Regions from separate parts of the Sus scrofa genome. Here region 1 is linked to region 2. The links are chromatin contacts, called in public Hi-C maps. All regions are on one chromosome and are shown on one strand. The core of a region is the stretch at or near the end of the contact, and the rest is flanking DNA. Distances in the headings are between cores, read along the strand shown.

Region 1 (6,050 bases), core at 2,967-5,466, 270 kb after region 2:
GGGGTCAGCGGCTCTTCCTGCCTGTATAGTGGCTGTGGGTAATGAAGATTTGGGAACAGCCCCTCTCCTCTCTCAAGGACGCACTCTCCAGCCCTTGCAGAAGGCACGTGGCTTTCCGTCTTGATTCTCAGGGCATGCGGGGATCACCATGGGTGAACAGAGAAACCTCTTCCCTCGAGGCTTTCTTCTCTGTGATGTGTCTCTGCTCATGCAGTGCAGTCTGGGCTTGCTGCTGGAGGGGTTGAGAGTGTGGGCTGGGTGAGGAATTTCAATCTAGAGGGTGGAAGATAGGAGGACAGTGTCATGGGAGGGGGCTGGATTTGTGAGGCTTGTGGAAAAGAGAGTCAGACTCTTCCCACTATCCAAGAGCAGCTAGGAGAGCCCAATTCTGTTCTTTGCTTTGGCACAACCATGATCCTGTTCATATTCTATCACCCTGCTCTTCCTAGGCTTGGAGCTACTTGAATGTAGAGACAGACTTGGTTCAAATCATGATGTCCTATCACCTCTAACACATTCCCTCTCCGTCCACCCGAGACACCTTTTATAATCACAAGTGCAGTGATTTCACTTCCTTGTCTAAAGCCATACAGTGGCTTCCATTACTCTTACGAAAAAGAATGAAACCTGTAGCTTAACTTACCAAGGCCATATGTGATCTAGCCCCTGCCAGCTTCTCCATCCTCATTCTCATCTCCTGCCCCTCCAGGCCTCCTCCTTAGACACCACTGTATTTCCAGAATGTTCTAGACTCCTTCAGACCACAGGGCCTTTGTACATGCTGTTCCCCCACCACCACCGGGACCATCTTCACTGGACTCACTCTCATTTACCCTTAGGCTTTCGGTCCCAAACTTCGCTGAACCTTAGAATGGCCTAGGGAGTAGTACAAAATGCTGATGTCCAACTTCACCTCATACCAGTTTAGTCGGAATCTATAAATTCTGAGAAGGGAGGCTCACACCAAAAAAAAAAATTTTTTTTTTTTGCCTTTTTAGGGCCTCACCCACAGCATATGAAGGTTCCCAGGCTAGGGTTTGAATCAGAGAAGTAGTTGCGACTACACCTGAGCCACAGCAACTCGGAATCCAAGCCATGTCTTTGACTTATACCACAGCTCACGGCAATGCCAGATCCAATGCCAGGTATCGAACCCTTGTCCTCATGGATACTAGTTGGGTTCGTTAACCACTGAATCACGATGGGGACTCCCCCAAAAAGTATTTTTAAAAAGCTCCCCAGGTGATTTCAATCTGCAGCCAAGTTTGAGAGCCAGTTCTTAGATGAAATCATTTCTCCACAAAGGTGCCTGGTTTCCTCATCTCCCAGTCCAGTTTGGGTTCCTCCATTCCACCTTCTAGTTCTCTGTACTTTTCAGCATTAGTTGATTGCCTCTCCTGATAGACTGTGTCTGTTGTCTTGCTTTCTCTATTCCTAAGGTGTAGCACAGGGCCTGGCATTGAGGAGAGAAGCATGAAAGCTGGCCTGATGTTGTCTTAGTTTTCTCATTACCAACAGCTGGACCTCGCCAAAGTATGGGAAGCTGCAGCTCAAAGGGGGCTCAGGCGCCTGCCGCCACATGGTGTGAGTCAATGGAACAGCTGCAAAGCAGAGGAGGGCTGGAAGGCAACCCCCATTCCATCACCTGGGAGAGTGTTTCCTTGCCGCTGGGAATGCATCGATTGCTGGGCCATGGCAAGAAGCAGAATTATCAAGGACTATATTTGATCATTGGGCAGCCCTCCCACAAAGGATTGGCCTCTTAATGTATTTTTAATTAACTGTCTTCAAGCATGAACATTCACCAAGAAAAACATTCTCAATACTCAACAGTCAAAGGATATTTCCACTTGACTGTTACTCATTTTTTTTTTACTGGGGTGTAGTTGATTTACAATATTATATTAGTTCCAGGTGTACAACATAGTGATTCAAAATTTTTAGACATTATACTCCATTTATAGTTATAAAATATTGACTATTCTCTGTGCTGTACAATGTATTGTTATTTACCATATTTATTTTATACATAGTAGTGAGTACCTTTTAATCCTGTACCCCTGTCCTGCCTCTTTCCCTTCCCTCTCCCCACTGTTAACTAGTTTGTTCTCTATATCTGTGGGTCTGTTTCTTTTTTGTTATACTCACTAGTTTTACTATTTAGATTCCACATATACGTGATAACATTATTTGTCTTTGACTGACTTCACTTAAGGCCCAACCTTGTTGTTGCAATTGGCATTATTTCATTCTTTCCCATGGTTGAGTAATACTCAATTGTATATATGTACCACATCTTCTTTATCCATGCATCTCTCTCTCTCTCTCTCTGTCTCTCTCTCTCTCTCTTTTTTTCTTTTTAGGGCTGTACCCGAGGCATATGGAAGTTCCCAGGCTAGGGGCTGAATCAGAGCTACAACTGCCAGCCTTCACCACAGCCACAGCAACACCAGGTCTGAGCCGTGTCTGCAACCTACACCACAGCTCACAGCAAAGCCGGATCCTTAACCCACTGAGTGGGGTCAGGGATCGAACTGGCATCCTCATGTATACTAGTCGGATTTGTAACGTACTTAGCCACAACAGGAACTCCCTATCCATTCATCTCTTGATGGACACTTTGGTGGCTTCCATGTCTTAGTTATTGTAAATAATGCTCCTATGAACACTGGGATGCAAACTGTGACACTGATGGTATATTTCTTGAATATTCACTGGTACGGACTATAAATTAAAAATAATAGAGCAATATATTTACATGAAAGCAGTTTAACAGTATCAATACAGCTTTAAAATGTACTTTATGGAGACCAGAAACAGGCTGAATTTATGGCAGTCAACACGCTACATTGAAGGGTAGTGTAAATATGATATCGAATGTAACTAAAGACATGATGTTCATGTCTAATGAATTGTATAATCCAAGACAATCCTGGAGTATCAATAACTTTGTCCTTTTTTTCTGCATTCAGTTTTACAGATGTGTTGCATTATATCGTAAACATGGAAAAATATCTTAAGGAAGGATAAGGTAAGAAGCAGAAACATCTAATGAAGAGACACTTGAACTCCACATCTACCAGTAGATTTTGCCTCTAACTCTTTCTGCAACTGTGGATGACTCATTTTAGTGTGCTTATTTCTCAACCCTTATTATGAGAGTAATAAAATTTGCCTTTAAAGTCTCTATTTAAAAAAAAAAAAAAACTCTTGGGAAGTTGGGTCCAATGGAAAAACAAAATACTTGAGGATATGGCTAGCCCGTGCTAGGAATTTTATAAGCAGTTCACCAAGACTTTTTTTTTTTTTTTCCAAATGATTTGCAGGATATGCAAAATGTATTTTAAGCCGAATGTCTTGGACCAAAAGCCACACACAATAACCTGTCCCAAAAGCAATTATCACATCAGGACACACCCGTCGGGACTCAACATTCCTATTTCAAGTCTGTCCAAACACCGCAGCCCATGTGTCTAATGGCTTTGACAGGAGGGTGAGATCTAGCATCTGTGAGAGCCTTATTTAACTGAGCAGGAAATGGATGTTTGCCGAACCAAAGTCTTGCAAGTCAAGAAATACCTATCTTGTGAACAGGATTTATGGTTTCATTCCAAAGAGGAGAAGAAGTAAAAGCAAAATGGACAAAATTTAAATCCATAAAGAAATCACAGCTCTGGAGCCCATTTTCCAGTGGGAATTGAGAGTGTTTGTGGAACAGTTTGGCTTGAGAGGTAATCTCCTTGAAACACAAGGACTTTCCTGAGTGTGTGAAAGTATTTGGACCTCTGAGATCTCTGAGATTTCAAGTGTAACTTTCAATTCAGGCATTGCCTTTTCCAAGAGAGCTTTGCTTCCTCCCTCTGTTCTCTTGGTTAGATTTTTTTTTTTTTATATGGTCGTTGTTTTTCACTGAGTTTCCTTATTGTTTTGGAATTGTCCTCTTCTCCATTAGATTGTGTGTCATTGATGGGTGACCATGGATGTGCTTCACTCAAATTATTCTTTCCGTAACTAGCATGGTTTGAACTAGAATCAATCTTGTTCAAGAGATGAATGCTGTATCAATGGACAAAGGAATGAATACAGTCTTTACCATTATAAGCTTGGTACGGTGTAGGTGGATGCTTGGAATTCAAGTAAGTAAAGCTTGTCAAGGGCCACTCTTGTTTGCGCCTGACTAACAATCTTGCGTCATCCAAAGGCTGAGTGTCCAGCATGTCAGGAAGAGTTGTGGTTCCATTTAGTCAGTGTGTTTTGGCAGTGTTGGCTTCTTGTAGTTGCCTGATGCAGTGATGTAGGGTGAATGGAAGCCCAAAGTTATTTCTCAACAAGAAAAGTCTGTCTTCTTCTATGGCTTCTCTTTCCTTATGTCGGAAAGGAAATACTACCTTAACACATCAATCCCTAAATCATTTAAACAATTGCTTAACAAAGATGGTCAAGAATTATTCTAGTTCAGTGTGATTCCAGAGGAAATTCTGTCTTGGCTCAAGGGCTGGGTGGCCTTTGGTTTCTTTTAGGTACTTTCAGGAAGTCTCAGAGTTATAGGTGGAATGTTTAGATCAATCAGGCATATGGGCAAGTGGGTCAGTGGATTCTGGGTCAGAGCCAGGCCCTTGACCTGATAATCAGAGGTAGTTTGTTGAGGCACAGAAGAAAGGGGCGGAGTCCTGCAAAACTATGGTGTGAACTGGAGAAAAGATAGATAAGCTAAAATTAAAAGGTAACTAAGATGACTTATTATTATTTTTTTTAGCAGAGGAAGTGTGATGTGTAATTTTTTTCCCAAAGAACACTCAAATTCCCTAAAAAAATTGGCTGATTTACACTACAATGGGTGCATAAATTATTCCAATTCTTAAAATACTAAGGTAAAATTTTGTGAGAGAAAGTGTCTTTATTTAAAACTGTTGTTCTGCCAGTTTATGCAGAAATAGATGACTTTACATAATCATGGTTAAAAAGCCCACTCTACACAAAAGGATAGACCCCTTAACATTCCTGAATGGCTGAAGTTAGCTTAGCTTTATCTGTGGTTCCCAGGGCCTCCAACCTAAGGAATATTGTGCTTTATAATTCTCTCTCTCTTTTTTTCTTTTTATTGCTGCACCTGCTACATATGGAAGTTCCCAGGTTAAGTGTCACATTGGGGCTGCATCTGTGACCTATGCCTTGGCTTGCAACAATGCAGATCCTTAACCCACTGAGCAAGGCCAGGAATCCTCACAGAGATAGCATCAGATTCTTAACGCACTGAGCCACAACAAGAACTCTAAGCTTTGAAACTCTCTGTCCCTGCCTAAATTTACTTTCTGAAACCCTGCAATATTTACTGAGAGAGTCAATAAAACCCAGTAACAGCAGCTACACTGTTTATTCATGAAAGTGTATCTTTTGAGTAGAAAATTTAAAAAGCATTCATGGACATGCTCTTGTGACAACAATAAGGAATCCATTAATTTCTGTGCTCATATTCTACCTTAACTTCTTACAAACGTTACAATTTAGGTCATGCTCTTTTCACCAATCAATCAGTGAAGAGTAGGACAAAATACTAAGTCAGCATGCTTTATACATCTAAGATATGCATCTTTCATTCAGCATGTAGGATTTCCTTATAGTAAAGCTATAGGGGCCATCACAAGAAAATATCTTTCTAAGTTCTATTTTTCTTTTTTTTTCTTTTTTGCTAATATCAACTATGTGTCAGACACCACACTAAATATTTTGTATTTCATTTATTCCTCCCCACGGCCCTTGAGAGGTGATGCAGTTCTGGACATGTTATAGATGTCTAGGTGTGGAAATGCGCTCAGAGACACAGAGGCTTGGGTCACCTGTCATGGTTTGTTGATAGAGAAGAATTTGAAAAGAGGTCTGGCAACCACCAAAGCTCCAGTTTGAACTCATTTCAATATCATGTCTTTCATGAACAAAGCCCAATACAGGGCTCAAAACAGGTTATAAGATGTTTTCACTCTAATTTAGAAAACAAAGCCAAACGTAAAACAAGGAAGGTGCATGAAAGCAAGAGTAATATAATAAGCCAC
Region 2 (5,898 bases), core at 3,082-5,581:
ATTGGGCATGAGGGTAAACAGCAATTTTTCTTTCATTCCCTGTTTTCCTTTACCTGGAACCGGGAAGAAGGAGAAGATACGCAAGGGAACGACGCAGAGTTCTGCAAAGGCAAAGTCCACACCAATGATGTCTATCAAAATTTTCTCAGAAACGTTGGGGGTCCAGAACATCACAAAACAGAGCTGTAGGGAAAAAAGAACAGGAAGCAAGACTGTTAGAAAAAGGCACCAATGAGTGAAATGAGACAGGCAGGTATCACGTGACACCCGAGGAGCCAGGAAAGGGGGTGAACCGCCCGACTGGGGAGCTGGCAAGCCGGTCCTCCAGCTGCCAGACAACACGGGCCCTCCCTTACTCATCACCTCTGCCCCAGAGGGGGCCTGGCAGGGGGCAGATGGGACAGGCACCTGAGTGGGTAACCAGGGGTGGCGGGGGGTGGGGGGGAAGACTGTGCTTTTGCGGAAGGGTTCTCACCTAGGCTGAGCTCAGCAGTTCAGGGGGGACATGTTTATGAATGCAATTTTTACAGCTTTAACCCAATAGTGAAAAGTGACCTGAATTGGATGCATGCAGAACCACCCTGAGTCAGCACACCTGCTAAAAAATGGAAATGCTAATATCTAATGATATTAGCATTAGCAGTTATATTAGCAGTTCAGGGGGGACATGTTTATGAATGCAATTTTTACAGCTTTAACCCAATAGTGAAAAGTGACCTGAATTTGGATGCATGCAGAACCACCCTGAGTCAGCACACCTGCTAAAAAATGGAAATGCTAATATCTAATGATAGGCCTGGAAGCTGCTCAAGATCTAGTTAAGAGAGGAAGAGACGAGATCTAGTTAAGAGACAACAGCCTCAACATCTGGAATCTGGGGAAGCAGGTGGGAAAGAGGTAAGCTGATTTAAAAGACGTGAGAAAACAGAGTCCTTAAACTGACAGGAGAAAGGGAGTTTTCTCTTGCCCTTCCCATCTGTACACATCAGGGGATGCGGCCACAGGCCCTTCTGCAAGTGGAGTGAGGTCAGGCTCTTCCAAAAGTGGGGTGAAGGCAGGCCCTTCTGGAAGTGGGGTGAAGGCAGGCTGGAGGAGAGTCTAGTTAGTTCATCTTCTGCTCCCCTTGCTCAGCTGGTGTAGTACTATGCCTCCTTGAACTTACTAGATTTTAGTCTCTGAACAAAGCAAAACAGGCACAGGTGAGGGCAGTTACTGCACAGAAACAGAAGAATTAAGGGATGGATGGCATATGGAATGTTCTGGCCTTCTTCTTCTATTCACCTCCTGGGACACAGGAAACCAGTTCAGGCTGGCCCCCTGCAGGCAGGAGATCAGAGTGCTCTCTGAGGAACCTGACCAGCTCAAGAGAGAAGACTGCAAATTCCCGAAAGCTGGAGGTTCCTGACAAAGGAGCACCCCCACCAGAACGAGCCATCAGTGAGGGCCACACAAGGAGAGACCTCACCCACCTGTGCGTAGCTGCCAGCCAGCTTCTAGTGCCCCACCCCTAAAACCGAGGAGGCAGCCAGGGATCACCGGGCTTTGAAGGAAGGACTCAATATGAAGAGACTAAAGCAAAGAGGAAAAGAACTTGGGAGGAAATAGAGACAATACTGAGAGGCAAAAGGGGGAAGGAAGAGGGAGGGAGAGAAAGAGGAAGAGAACTTTTCCCCATTGATATTTCCAGTGACTGAAGAAGACACTCTAGCCAAGAACAGAATGGAAATGATATTAAAAAGACATTTCAGAGTTCCCGTCATGGCGCAGTGGTTAACGAATCCGACTAGGAACCATGAGGTTGCGGGTTCGGTCCCTGCCCTTGCTCAGTGGGTTAACGATCCAGCGTTGCCGTGAGCTGTGGTGTAGGTTGCAGACGCGGCTCGGATCCCGCATTGCTGTGGCTCTGTCGTGGGCCAGTGGCTACAGCTCCGATTAGACCCCTAGCCTGGGAACCTCCATATGCTGTGGGAGCGGCCCAAGAAATAGCAAAAAGACAAAAAAAAAAAAAGAAAAAAAAAAGACATTTCAAAGAACAAGAAAGACATCCCAGGAATGAAAAAAAAAAAAAAAAAAAAAGAAAAGAAAAGAAAAAAAAAGCAGGAATGAAAAATTCACTAAATGACAGATAAAATTGAGGAAACCTACCACAAAGATAAAGCAGAAAATGAAGACCTGGCAAGTACATAAGAATGGATTTTAAAAATATAAATAAAGGACCAGCGTAAGACGTCTAAGATTCAAATACTATGAGTTCCAGACAGTGAAAACCTGAGAGCTGAACGATATAAATTTTAAGCCTGAAAGGGTCCATCATGCGGACATGGCACAGTGGGTGAAAAAAGACCCACTGGGCATATGGCACTGGACAAGGTTTGGGGCTGACACTGGATTTCCAGAGCTGCCAGCTTTAGACACTTAGGGATCCAGCACTGAGAGAAGGCATGGGCAATAAGTTAGCAGGGAAAATCCCCTAGAACTTGAAACCAAACTGTCAATTAAGGTTATCTAGAAGAAAGACACTTTTGGATGCTTAAAGTCTCAAAAAATTTACCCTCCATGCATACTTTTTCAAGAAGCTTTTGAGGGTATACTTTGCCTAAGCAAGGGAGCCATAGATGCAGAAAAAGAAAGATACAGGGTTGATCACAGTGACCAAAGGCACAGGAAGCCCCCAGCCTAGGGTAAGGGAGCTCCTCCCGGGAAGGCCCACAGGTCAGCTCTCCGTCCTGGAGCGGGTTGGAAGGCTCCCAGAGATGCTTCCTTAGGAGGTGAAACAGGAAACAAGATGTGTGTGAACACATGAAAGGGGGGTTTTGCAGCTACAGGAAATGGTAGGAATAAATGAGTGGTAAGTCATGACTGCTTTGGAGTTCCCGTCGTGGCACAGTGGTTAACGAATCCGACTAGGAACTCTGAGGTTTCGGGTTCAATCCCTGGCCTTGCTCAGCGGGTTAAGGATCGGCGTTGCCATGAGCTGTGGTGTAGGTTGCAGATGCGGCTCAGATCCCTAGTTGCTGTGGCTCTGGTGTAGGCCAGTGGCTACAGCTCCTATTAGACCCTAGCCTGGGAATCTCCACATGCCTCGGGAGCGGCCCTAGCAAAGGCAAAAAGACAAAAAAAAAAAAAAAAAAAAAAAAAAAGTAATGACTGCTTAGTTTCCAGAAAGCTAAGAAAAATGATAACTAAGACAATGATTAAGTCTGGGAAAAACTAATTTTTTTTTTTTTAAATGAAAGGGCATCATTGCTCAGCTCTCAGAGTGGACCACAGTCTGAATCCATCAAAAGATGTGAAGACCCTGGAGTAAGAGAAGGAGAGAGGGCAGGTTGGGAGAACAGCTATTGTGGGGAACAATCCTCAGAGGCCCAATGATTTTTTTTTTTTTTCCTGGCTGCACCCATGGCACATGGAAGTTCCCAGGCTAGGGGTTGAATCAAAGCTGCAGTTGCTGACCTACACCACAGCCACAGCAACGCAGGATCCGAGCGGCATCTGTGACCTACACCACAGCTCACGGCAGTGCCAGATCCTTAACCCACTGAGTGGGACCAGGGATTGAACCTGTGTCCTCATGGGTACGAGCTGGGTTCATTGCTGCTGAGCCACAGCAGGAACTCCTCACACCCCATCTTCGACATGAAGGGAAAAAACTTCCTTAGATCTAGCAACTCAGAGCTCAGAGGTTTTTCACCTAGTGGCCTGGACAAGTGGTCCCTGCCATCTTTTCCCATGGCTAAAGTACCAGCCTGAAATGGTGAGCTGTCACTCACACCTTCAGCCCAGATCTGGTGGCAATTTCAGATCACACCTTCTCAATGACACTGGACAGCACTGGGACAGGATTCCATAGCAGTAAAGCTGTAAAGAATTAAATGAGCAGGAGTTCCCATTGTGGCTCAGTAGGTTAAGAACCCAGCTAGTATCCATGAGGATGCGAGCCGCATCTTCAACCTACACCACAGCTCACCGGATCCTTTAACCCACTGAGCAAGACCATGCTTCCAGGATGAAAATGCTCCTTGCCTTCCAGCAAGTTCTTTAAAAAGTGACTATTTCCTACCTTGCCCAGAAAGGAAAACATGCAACGCAGAAGCAGGTATGGTGTTGATTAAGAGCTGCAATACCTATCTGTAGGTCAGCTTTCCCCAAGAAACAGATTGAGCCCTAGCATCATAACCAGATCAGATTTAACCAATCTGTTTCAGAAGACAAGAAGTTCTACAAATTAACCTCACAAGGAGAGTTCACCTTGAGTAGTCTTGACTCAGAACATGTCCTGCCAGTTGACCAGGGCATGCTGGGTTCTTCAAATATCTGCAGAGCCTAATGACATTGACTTTTCCAAACCAGAACACAAAGCTAATAAACTACTGACAGTGAACATGATTTGTTCCTCGGAGGAGCTGCAGGGTTGGGTTTGCCAATGAAGAGCTTGCTGTCAACATTATCTCATTAGGAAGCAGCCAGCAAAACAGAACAACCCACTCAGTGCCCAGATCTTGGTTTTTCTATTTATTTTCCTATAAAAGGAACCGGGGCTCCTTGGAGAAATGGCTCATTCTCAGACGAGGGTGGTAAATAAACAAGATGATCAGCTTGGAATAATGTATTAAAGGACACAAGAGTCCAGAAGAAAGAGCGCCCAGTGGCAAAGCTGGAAGAACCTGAGCAACAAAGAATAATTGGGAGTTCCTGTCCTAGTGCAGCTGTAACAAACCCGACTAGTATCCATGAGGACGAGGGTTCCATCTCTGGCCTCCACTCAGTGGGTTAAGGATCCAGCGTTCTGGTAAGCCTCAGTGTAGGCTGCAGACGTGGCTCGGATCTGGCACTGCTGTGGCTGTGGCGTAGGCCGGCAGCTGTAGCTCCTATTGGACCTCTAGCCTGGGAACTTACATATGCCGCAGGTGCGGCCCTAAAAAAAGACAAAAAAAGAAAAAGAAAAAGAAAAAAAAGAGATGTAGTATTGAATTACTTTCCACAGCATACAATATATACCAATGAGTCCATATTGATATAAACAAGGGCAAATCTCCAGCACAGAATTCCAAGTAATTTATCTGGATACCCTCAAGGAAGGGGGGCATATCTCCCCACTCCTGAAATGTGAGCTGACCATGGTAACTTCTTTCCAAAGCGAGGTCAGGATGGAAAGGGGGAAGAAGGCCTTCAGAGTGGAGGAACCTGGCAAACGTGACCTTGGCCAGGCGATCAAGGTCAACATCATCAGGATGGCTCGGTTGCTGGCAGGTTCTCTTGATAAGATGTGATGAGAATGGCATTTCCCGCATGTGGTTTTCCTCCCCAAAGCCCCTAAGCCCAGTCTAACCATGAGAAAACTCCAGACAGACCCACATTGAGGTCCATCCTACACATAACCCAACCAGTATTCCTTGAAACTGGGAAGGCCACAGAAACAAAGTCTGAGAAACTCTCACAGACCAGAAGAGACTATGGAGACAACTGTACTGTAGTAACATGGATGGGGCCCTACAACAGAAAAAGGACATGAGGAAAAAGCTAGTGAGATCTCGATAAGCTGTGCAGTTTCGTTCATAAGAATGTACCAAGGTTGGTTCCTCAGTTGTGACGAATGTACCACAGCACAGTAAGATTGTGAGGTGAAAGTTCTGTGCTATTTTCACCATGCTTCTGTAAACCTAAAATAATTCTAGGAGTTCCCTGGTGGCTCAGCAGGTTAAGGACCTGGTATCGCCACTGCTATGACTTGGGTCACTGCTGTGTTGAGGGTTCCATTCCTGGCCCGGGGACTTCCACACACTGCGGGTGTGGCCAAAAAAATTCTTTAAAAAAAAGTAAGAAAAAAAAATAGACAACCCGTACCCCACTCTTTTGACAGACTATGATTCTTTTTCTGAAGACCAGGCACTGACCATG

Evidence for each region. Hi-C and Micro-C count contacts between places; a contact is called where the count stands out from the background.
Region 1: a contact with region 2 is called in a Hi-C map of liver, with 4 times the contacts expected there. The contact joins two enhancer-like sites. A contact is called at or near these places in 2 of 5 promoter capture datasets (fetal liver and liver), 30 of 47 Hi-C or Micro-C datasets (adipose tissue, alveolar macrophages, blood and 16 more) and 1 of 2 datasets of contacts at active chromatin or transcription factors (skeletal muscle).

Annotation. Positions count from the first base shown.
Region 1 is chr16:4,384,650-4,390,699 of Sscrofa11.1, forward strand. No RefSeq gene overlaps it. Among named protein-coding and RNA genes, the nearest start is that of ANKH, 120 kb to the left of the region's middle. Within about 2 kb of position 4,217, at least 2 of the 83 cell types and tissues checked have an H3K27ac peak or open chromatin away from gene starts, as enhancers often do. A contact at or near this core is called in liver, where this site is marked.
Region 2 is chr16:4,110,345-4,116,242 of Sscrofa11.1, forward strand. ANKH (progressive ankylosis protein homolog) reads right to left here. Exons shown (of 12, transcript XM_003359727.5): 9 at 54-183. Among named protein-coding and RNA genes, the nearest start is that of OTULIN, 50 kb to the left of the region's middle. Within about 2 kb of position 4,332, at least 3 of the 83 cell types and tissues checked have an H3K27ac peak or open chromatin away from gene starts, as enhancers often do. A contact at or near this core is called in liver, where this site is marked.